2 separate regions of the Rattus norvegicus genome follow, and region 1 is linked to region 2. A link is a contact called in public Hi-C data. All regions are on one chromosome and are shown on one strand. Each heading gives the region's core, a stretch centred on a gene start, on an enhancer-like site or on the middle of the called end of the contact. The rest is flanking DNA. Distances are from core to core; before and after follow the strand shown. Region 1 holds the start of Stard13 (StAR-related lipid transfer domain containing 13). Region 2 overlaps Stard13 (StAR-related lipid transfer domain containing 13).

Region 1 (5,028 bases), core at 1,627-4,126, 100 kb after region 2:
CATGTTTTGGAGTGTGCGGTAAGACAAGCAAGCTCAGATTCGTCTCGGGTACCAGTTCAGATCTTAAGCACCATCAACGGTTTCATTATTCCCCCCTCCCTTTTTTCCATCCCCGTGAGTGTATCTGCTGTTGAATCGTGGCCATTGATTAGCTCTCTAGAATGAGGTCATCAGAGAGCAACTGACTCTTCTCTGTACTCTTCCTACCAGCCACAAGCAATCGTAGCCATGGTGCTGAGAATTACGTTGATCTAGTGCAAAAGTTTCTCTAAAAGACCTAAAGGAGAATGCTGGTACACGTTTACTGCTGGTGGCTGTCATTTTATGACACAGATATACAAATATAATACACTAACTTTTATATGCACTCTGCTTTAATTGGATAATTAAAGGTTGTTAGGTATCCTGTACTACTGGGTACTAACCATTCAAACAGAACCAAACTCATCGCTCCCACTCTAGGAATAAAGCCTGACTGGAAATCAGAGGAGGAGGAGCCAACTCGGATTCTTTCATGGAGTGCTTGCTGTCTGTACTTGCACGGTCTTTGGTATATTATAGCACCCCAAACCCACTAGAGGTCCAGCCTTTGATTTAGCATTCATTATAAAAACCAAAGCTCAGTACGGTACATGGAAGAGCATGAGTCTCAGGATTTGTGTTCAAATGCCAGCTCTCCTGTAAGGCTCCGAATGGCGTGTGCCTCTCTTTTCTCATCTTTAGAATGGATCCAAAGTGGCAACTAACTAGAAGCACTTTTTTTTTTGAGAGAATAAAGTAGCATTCATAATTCTCACAGCCTGATAGGTTGCACATGCTCCATTAACATCCCGTGGTGTGACCCCAAACCAATCTATCAATATCTAATTTTAAAAAAAAAAATCACTTTATATCTGCTCAGGAAACATTGTGTGATATTAACCCATCATGAGTTCTGAGTCACTGGAGGGTAGGAACCCTTTCCTGTTTCCTACCCGTAGCTTTTAACCTTTAGGAATCCACTCACCCCAATCATTCCATTACACCATAAAAAACAAGGAGCTGCCTCCCAGGTTCTAAATATGAGAAATAAAACACAGACAGAGATACGGTGTTCGTATAAAGAATGACCCACTCTCGGTGGTAATTCACCAAGAGTAACCATTATCCCAAAAGAACGTGTCAGTGGCTGACACTACATGTAAAGAAGACAGTTCATGTAGGTCTACATGCTGTTTCTAACATACGTCCTTTATACACACGCGGAGAAACAAGTACAGCCTGCATATGACAGATTCCCGTCACTTACTAAGTCCCAATGTCTACAGGATCATATACCTAATACCCAACACACCCCCACGGTAAGAAGTTTCTGAAGAGAAAACTTCAGAGCTGGTTCCTACTCTGCACTGAATGTATTTTTAAATCCAGCCACCAGGGATACTTTTGTTTCTATTCAAGTGAGACTTGCACACAGAGTTCATGGAGTGACTTAATATCCTTCCTGAAACCAGACTGGTATGCGGCCCCAGTATCCTTCACACATAGCCAGTTCCTGAACCTTCCCAAACAAATGCCGATTTCCAAGGAGACAATCTCGTTAAAGGCCGCTGCTAGAATATGTATTGTTCCTTTTGGAGACATTACAGTAAGATCTTTTAAGATTAGAGACTTTAACTTCCCCTCTAAAATTCAATATAATCTCAAATTCATTTATCTAACTGGGAACTGTTTTCATAATAGCTCTTGAAATTCCTGGTAGGGCCAATGTAATGGTTCAGTTAGGTCTGTAGTTAGGAGCGAGGTGACTATTTACTGACTGTGGATAGATGTGTCTGTCTTTTAAATGGTTACCAGCTCAGTGGCTCACTTCCCATTCTTTGGATTTCTACCACACAGGGACATGTTTTAAGCTTTAAGCCTTAAAAAAAAATCATGAGTTTTATTAATGTTCAGGGTACAAGAGTTTTTAATTTTTTTCCCCGAGAATAGAAAAGGATCAGTTAGTCTGAATCAGTACTGTCAACTTGCCTTAGGAAGCCAGGGCTAAGGGTGTGTACTCATAGGCTCTGTTTTGAGGTGAAGAGTCACATTTATCCTTTAGCAAGAAAGCCATGTCAACAAATCAGTGGTAACTATCCACACAAACACACAGACAGGAAGAGAATGTAATTCAAGTTGTCAGTCCGATGGCCTTAAGGTAAGATTCCCGGTGTTTTCCTTCAATGAAGATGTACTATAAACCCTGGGCATTAGCCACCAGCTCTCTGCTCTCTCCCCAATTAAACAAACAAGTGTCCACTTTTAAATGTGACCAGAGTATGAGTTTACCTGCAGAAAAGTTCCCCAAGACACACACTGAGTAAACCTTCCTCACTTGCTCTGTTGACACATGGAGGATTAGGAATTCATGATTCACGTCCTGCTGGAAATATTTTTGTGAGTTAGGCGGCGCTCAGTGCTGTGACAGACTGCTTAGAATCGAGGTCTAAAGTTATTTGAAAGAATTCCACGCAGCGTGGCATAAGAATCCGTGCGGTGTACAGTGCAAACAATAACTTTGCAAGTAGCAAAAGACGGAGCCAACAGAAATAAGCGGCACCTTGGCAGTGCCCGCAACTCACCTTGCTGAATTTTAGTCACTAGGTGATGGCGCGCTAGGATCCGGCTCATCCTGTAGGGAGAGCGTCTGGCAGTCTGATCAAATCGCAAGTACATCTCCTGGCTCTCAGGTGTCAAGGGATTTAGACAGTAGCAGCCTGCAGCCGGCGTCCTGGGCACCTGACTGAACATCTCGGGAGAGTTTCCACTGCCACCTCAGCTGCCGGTGGCTGTTCGCAGCTGTCTCCAGCCTCCGGCAAAGACACCAAGCCCCAGGAGAGAGCCACAGACCCAGCGATTTTTAAAAAGAAAAAGGAGTGCCAAAAGCCGCAAGTCAGAATTCCAAACCCTCCGGGGCTCTCACGTGACCTCGGGAGCCAATCACAGGAGGAGGAGAAAGTACTGGGCGTGTTCCATCAGCCCAAAGCTGACCGCGAGGCTGCACTAGCAGCTGAGATCCTTCATGCTAATAGCTATTAGAGAATTAGAAGCGCCTGGGGCTCACCAAGCCCCCCCCCCCCAACACCAGAGCTGAGAGAGGAGAGGGACACAGAGAGGACAGGAGGGGCCGAACACGCCCTGGCGTAGGAACTTTTTGAGGTTATGAAAGACAAAGTTTTTGGCTTTACTAAAGTCAGCGGCAACTAGGTTTAATTAAAAAAAAAACAAAAGAAGGTAGCCGTGTTACCTGCAGCTGTGTATTTGAAATACACCATTTAAAGTAAGTACGGGTCGCTGGGGATAAAATACTAGCCTTCATCACAACGAAATTAATGAAATAAAACGTTTCTAAAAAAAAACAAACTTTTGAATCCTATGTTGACACTAGGGGTAAATAAAGACCCTCGGGACCACCATTGGACAGGGGAGCTAGAAAAGATGCTCTTCTTACAGAGAAGACCTAAAGAGACAACCTGAACACCCAGCCCTGCTCCTTTAATTTGTCCACTTCCTCCAGTTTTTCATCACCACTAAACAACTGCAAAGTACTAGTCATATGGAAGCCGCTGCCAAGAATCACTACACAGGATGCAGGTGGCCTTTCAAAGATCCTGGGTAGGCTGCTGGTCCACGGGGAACTAGTGGGAACTTATAGTAAGTGCTAATAAAGGCTTATAGAGAGCATATGTCTCAATTTAAAAAGAACACGAGAGAGGAGACTAGCATAATGCTAGTCGAACAACATTATTTCTGACTGGAGGGGTGGTAACAAGTCAGACCCAGCCAGAGAGACTGGTTTTAAAAAACAGAACCAAAATTCCCAAACCAAAAAACCATGACAGAAACAAAGTCCAGGAGTTCTGACAGGAGAAGCTGGGGAGAGCTCTCTCTGCAGGAGAGTTCTGTATCCACAGGCACGAGAGCCAGAGGGTGTGGGTAAAGAAACTGCTAGTCAGTTTAACCATAGCTGAGAAGCCATATGCAAGCCATCAGAATTTCTCCTCCCCAGCTCTTTGCTCTTTACAAGTGGTTGATGCAAACAAACAAGCACAAACATAAACAAAAAACCCTCCACCACCATCACCATCACCATCACCATCACCGCCACCACCACTACCACCACCACCATCACCATCACCATCACCAAACAACAACAACAAAAGGTAGAAAACTTAATGAATTCTAAGCCTGGAATTGAACGAATAGAATTCTTTGGATTCAGAAGCGTGTGTGTGCACCACAGAGAGAGAGAGAAAGAGATTGGTCTTACTTTTGGCTGACTTAAAATGAAACCTAGCCTAGCTAATAACTAAACACTTTGAGCAGAAAGTTTAACTGGGAGGGGGAGAGATGGTTCAGCGGCTGAGAACTCTGGCTATTCTTCCACAGTACCTGGGTGGGATTCCTAGCAACCAAATAGCAATTCGCAAGGGCCCAGGGTTCTAGTTCCAGGGACCGGATAACCTTTTCTGGTGTCTGTCGCTGGTACACACACATACACTCAGGCACATAGGCATACGCATAAAATCAGCAAACTTTTTAAAAGGTTTAATCCAACTCCTCCTCATCAGCATTTAGTGCCTTTCCATGTGGAAATTTTTGCTGGCCTGATTTTTATAACTTTCTCTCATGATAATAGCGAATGAGCCTCATTTGATGACTATGCAAAAAGAGGCAAGATAATTTTCAGGCAGAAAAGGGGAGAATGTTACAGGATCATATGTTGCTTTGTGTTCTTGCTGGGATCTGAGGAGTTTGTTCTCCATTGATTTGTGGAAGGTTCAGAGGTGTGTGTGTAAAGCTTGGTAAGTCAGAAGCGGCTGTGTGAACAGTGAAGACGTTAAACTCCGGAACACAGTAACAGATGCCATTAGCCGAGCTCACAGAATCAGCGTTGGCTCTCGTGGGACTGAGACTCTACTTTGGGTATGTCAGCTTGACAGTCCAGAACGGGGGCATCCAGCCAGATGTGAGGAGTCATCACCGTCTCACTCTGGGGGAATGGAA
Region 2 (5,180 bases), core at 2,592-5,091:
TCAGAAAACACAACAGGGTAGTCTATTTTCTCACAAACGAAGGCATTACAAAAATCCAGCCTCACTGGCAGTTTTAATTCCCAGTACGCTGCATGAAGATGCTCGTTGGGCAAGCAGCTTGGAATGATTTCAGACTGAGTGCAGAGGGAAGAGGATCCTGAGGCCAGAGGCCCATGGAGCTGCCAGAAGGAGAGGGCCACACCCATTGTGGTGGGTTGTTTGGGGGAGCATTTGTGGGGTGGATCCACTAGCAACCCACCTAGTCGCCTCCCTGAGGAAATCTGTGGGGTGAGATGGGTGGAGGGACAGTGTGTAAACCAGGCCATGCTCTGACCTTGTGAGTTCTGGATTATTTCTCAACCGCCACGCTCTTAGATAAACATCAGCCCAGGGAAGAGAAGTTCATCTGTCAAAAGTTCAGATTCTCCAAATAGAAGTAAGAAGCCTAGAGAAATGTCCCAACCAAAGCTCTCCTAGGCTACTGGGCTGCCGGGTCAATGCATTTCCGCTTGTTTTCCTTGTCAGTCAGAACTTGTGGTGAAGACTTTTCTTGAGTCCTCTGCACAAAAACCATCTGTACTAGCATGGGCCTCAGGCCTGGGACTGGGCCCTCTCACAGTCAAAGCTCATCACGTTTGACACAATAAAGCTATTCAATTTACATTAAGAACAAACCAAAGGCTAGACCTTAGCCCCTAAAGATGTGCTTCCTTCCTTCAGTAATCCTTATCTGCTGCCACCCCGGGGATGGGAAACTTTCAAGTTCTGGATTTTGTCTGAGTTGAGGAGTTTCTGCTAATTCTGACCATCGTGGATTGTGTGGATTGACCATTGTGGACCACTGGCTCCAGTTTCACGCTGCAGACCTGCTGCCTACTTCGGTATGAAACAGAGGGCCGGAATCAGAACACAGATTTCCAGACTTGCTTTAAGCTCAGTTATACGAGTGGGTAAGGAATCAAAGAATCCTGCCTTTTCTAGTGGATCACATCGATTCTGTGCATTTTTCTGTCTTACTTTTGTTTGTACTGTGATTAAAACCTAGCCTTCAGCAAAAATAAGTCCCAGAGAATCAGGGAATGAAGACCCAGAGAGACCTCCCAAAAAGTCAGGGACTTTTCAGCATACGGAAGTTCGGAGGGAAATGGGACTCCAGGGAAACACATTAAACCCCTGGAATTAAATGACAGCAAGATATGGGAGAAACTACAGCTCTCGGGATCTGTCTAGAAAATCTGCTGGGACTGAGAACTATGGCCAGGTACAGGGATGGGTGGAGGGGAGGCAGAGTGACTGCACCCAAGTCTCTCCAAACTGCGTCCTTTCCCCCAGTAGGAACACTGATAATGAATTGAAATACCGTTCACAGCCCAGACACAAATAATCAAACCTTAGCTAGAACCTGTCTACGTCAGCCATTCAAATAAACCATGCTCTTAGGACGAGGTTTTTAGGTTTCATACTCATTTTGCTGGGAGTAAATAATAGCAAATTAGAAAATGCCACTCACCAAGCCACTGCCAGAGGCTCTTTTAGACCTCGCTATTCATATGCAAATGCCTTTCTGTTGGTCTAGAGGTCTATCACACGCCCTCCCTTTTCGTTCTCCAGGAAGATTCAGTAAGATACTTTCCTATCAGAGGACTTGTTCGGGTTTAAGGGCACATAGGGTTTAAAATGGAAGGATGGAAAGCGATACTATGCATTATGGTTGGACGGGAAACGTGCCTTAAGGGATCATGAACCCTTGGTCCCCACGTGGTGGCAGTGTTTTGGAAGGTGGTAGAACCTTAGGAGGTGAGACCTAGCTGCAGGGGGTGGATCACTGGGGGTTGGGGAGTGGGGGTTGGCACTAGGGTTATAGGTCAGTCTCTTTTCTACTGATCTCTGTGCTCCCCAGAATGTCCAGATATGAGCAGGCCTTTCCCCACCATGCCAAGCCAGCTCCCCTCAAACTGTGAGGCAAAGCAGGTCCTTCCTAAAATTTATTCTTTCAGGAATTTTGTCACTATTATGAGATAAGTTACTAATATGTTAGGTAAGTGGAAACCGGAAGAGTAGGTGTTGGTATTCCGTCTAAGCTCCACCCCCACAGTTACCTGGCAACAGCCAGGTATGCTCCGCCCCACATTTACCTGGCAACAGTCAGCTATGCCTAACTCACTATAAAATGGCTGTTTGCCCCCTCTTCATCCTCTTCTCTTGCTCTCTTGCTCTTTCCCTCTTCCCCTTTGTCCCTTCTCTCCCCATTCCCCTCCCCACTTCCCTCCACATGGCCGGCCTTTACTCCTCTCCTCTTCTACTCCTCTTCTCCCCTTAAACCTTTCCACATGGAACCACGTTGGCCTGTTGTGGTTTTTCCGGCCGGGAGCCGAGATTTCTACCCTAATAGTAGGGAGAGTTAGAATGTATCAAGAGACAATGGTCATTATGTAACAATAGGGACTGTATCCATCTAAAGGACAAAAAAGCTGCAGTATCGGGCAGCCTGGCAGGCAAAGAAAATGCGAAGAAAACGAAGAAAATGGAAGGGGGTGATGGCTGGTGGCCTACAGTCTTGATCGCAGTCAAAGAGCCAAACAAACCCACCAACCAGCCACAAGACCATCTTGTCTAATTCCCACCATGAAATTTCACTTTGACTGTTGAGCTGAATTGGAGAGGGGTCTTACAATGTCTCTGGCTCACCCACAGTCCCCTCTAATGCCTCTCAGACAAATGCTGCTTCTGCAGGGCCCTTGCAGTGGCCCAAACACAGGGAAATTAGAAGGAAGTCACAGTGCCAGCGTCATTTCACAAGGCTCTATCTAACAGGATTTAAATGATACTCAGTGAGGAAAGCCATGGACATTTATGTGTTAATGCGTAACCATCAGTGTATAGAAATGGTATAAAAGCATTCAGCGCCATTAAAATCACATCTGACTGTTCTGTTTGTTCCCTTTTGACACCCTCACCTGCCCTTGTAGCCGCTCCAGGAACGCATCAACTCATTGCAACTCTCTTGATGAAAAAAAAAAAAGGAACACATGCCATGGGGGTGGAACCCGTGAACCAAGAGTCCCAATGGATGCTGAAATCCAGGTTGTAGTCTAAACCCAGATTATGCCACGATTTTGATTCAATAACTAAGATGGCTTCCAAGGGATTATCAGACAGGTAACACATACGGTGTGCCCACGTGGGATAGAAAGGCGGTTCCCACCCCCAGGGTGATACAGTGGGCCCTCTGGGACTCCTGAATTATTTCGTTTATTTTTGATGTTGTTGTTCAATGGTCTATGAAGTAGACCTCAAGTACCTGAAGTAATGGGAAGAGAAACCAAAGGGATTATTGTCCTTTGCTGGGGAGAATGTGATACATTTGGCTAGGTATCATGACAGGACTTTTACAGAATTAAGTGAGGAGCTGTGTGGGCATGTGTGCTCATATGCGTGCGTGTGCAGACGCCCACACACAAGTGTGAGAATGTGGAGGTCTAAGGTTGACCTTTCTTTATGCTCGTCTGCCTGGTTGCTTGAGACAATGTCTGACTCTCTCTCTGAATCAAGAACTCAACATTCAGCTAGACTACCTGGCCAGCCAGCCCTGGGGACCTTTCCACCTCCACGGTCTCTGTGCTGGTGTGCACCACTGAGGTCAAATATGCACGGCGAGTGTTTTCCCAATGGAGCCCTGTTCCCAGCTCCTCCCATATCGGTTTTGTGAATGTTCCAGGTAATAATGTCAGTTAACTCTACAGCGGTTACCTAAGTTTGTGCAATGTTCTTTTGAAGGCTGCCCAAAGCCCTGTGCATACATGAACCCAACAGACGTAAGCTTCTGCATCAGATAACAGAGCCGGCTCCCAAGTGGATAAAGGGATAAAGGACAGAGAACACAGCTGGGGCACTAGGGATAGAGGATGAGTCAACACTGTCCAGTTCTAATAGCGGAACCTCTTTTCTATGTGAGGAACCTCTTCTGGTTGGTTTAAGGGAGACCGACCACCCTGACTCCCAAACCACACATCACCCGTGTTCCTGAAAAGCCTCCTCCTCTCACAGTGTGGACCGACGAACCCTAAGGTTTCATGTCAACTGCATTTGGGGGCTGGAAACAACTTTGCCTTTCAGCTTTTCATTTAGTAACAGAAAGCAAGCAGGCTTCTGATTGGCTCCTGCAGAAAGTTCAGTCGGCATCTGTTTGGGGCTGGGTCCTCTCCTGTGTGACCTGTCTGTGCGTTGACAGGGAGTCAGGGGCTCTGGCTCAGTTGTTTTTATCCTCACTGGGTGCCGGTTTTGCTGTGCTCCAAGTGACTCCTCACCTAAGCTTCTGGCTTAGAGTGAGTCAGGGAATCTGTTCAGAGACAGGCCTAGTTGGGGTGGGGACATGGGGACCTCTCGGAGTGGGGACGATCTCAACAGTGCTGGAAAGCTGTATGTTCCTATGGGTATGAGAACGAGGGCACCCTAGACACAAACACCTGACTGGTGATATGTTTTTATAGAATAGTATAATTTAAAAAAAATAATTGTACATTTTCAGTTTTAAAAACATTATCAAAGAAAACCCAAAAGGTACAATCAAAGTAGACTTAAGTCTTGTCCCATCACCAACACATAATTTAATGTATGCTATCCACCTGAGTAGTGACATCATAATATCTTAGCTTGACTGCTACTCACAAGCATAATTATACACTGTGAGTATGTTCCCAGATAATGATGTTATTTATAAAAACATGAAACTTACTTTGTTGGGAACGATTTCTTAAATATGTGATATTGGAATACCACCAAGTTGTATTTTGCTGTGGGCTATAACGACCAGTGTAGCCAAGAGAAAACACTTTAGTAAGTCCTTCCTGGTGCTAACTGACAGTGGAGAAAGCTGAACCTCTAGGGAGGTGGAGGAGACTTACACAATGTTGCTTAAAGGAGATACTACTTGGCGACGTAGGTGCAAACTGTCGGCAGTACCAGACTCAGGATGACCCCAGTCAAGGCAAGAGCTTTATTGAGCTCCAAGGGTTTGCTGCACGAGTTTGCAGAGTTCCTATCACGTTACAGACTTACTGTGTTTTTTAAACTGGTGCTCCCATCGAAACAGCTAAGCTGAGCTAAGTGCTCTAAGTACATTCGAGGGAATGTGCTGTATGTAACACACAGTCTTCTCCAGCTATCCCAAAGGCCTTACG

The links. A called contact is a pair of places that touch in the nucleus more often than the background predicts.
Region 1: a Hi-C map of hepatocytes shows a contact between it and region 2, with 1.7 times the contacts expected there. The contact joins the promoter of Stard13 here to the enhancer-like site in region 2. A contact is called at or near these places in 2 of 12 Hi-C or Micro-C datasets (hepatocytes and kidney).

The regions. Positions count from the first base shown.
Region 1 is chr12:5,567,315-5,572,342 of GRCr8, forward strand. Stard13 (StAR-related lipid transfer domain containing 13) reads right to left here and starts at 2,877. Exons shown (of 14, transcript NM_001109060.1): 1 at 2,604-2,877. The coding sequence starts at 2,772.
Region 2 is chr12:5,463,855-5,469,034 of GRCr8, forward strand. All of the region lies in intron 1 of Stard13 (StAR-related lipid transfer domain containing 13), which reads right to left. Among named protein-coding and RNA genes, the nearest start is that of Trnap-agg21, 9.6 kb to the right of the region's middle. Within about 2 kb of position 3,842, at least 3 of the 93 cell types and tissues checked have an H3K27ac peak or open chromatin away from gene starts, as enhancers often do. A contact at or near this core is called in hepatocytes, where this site is marked.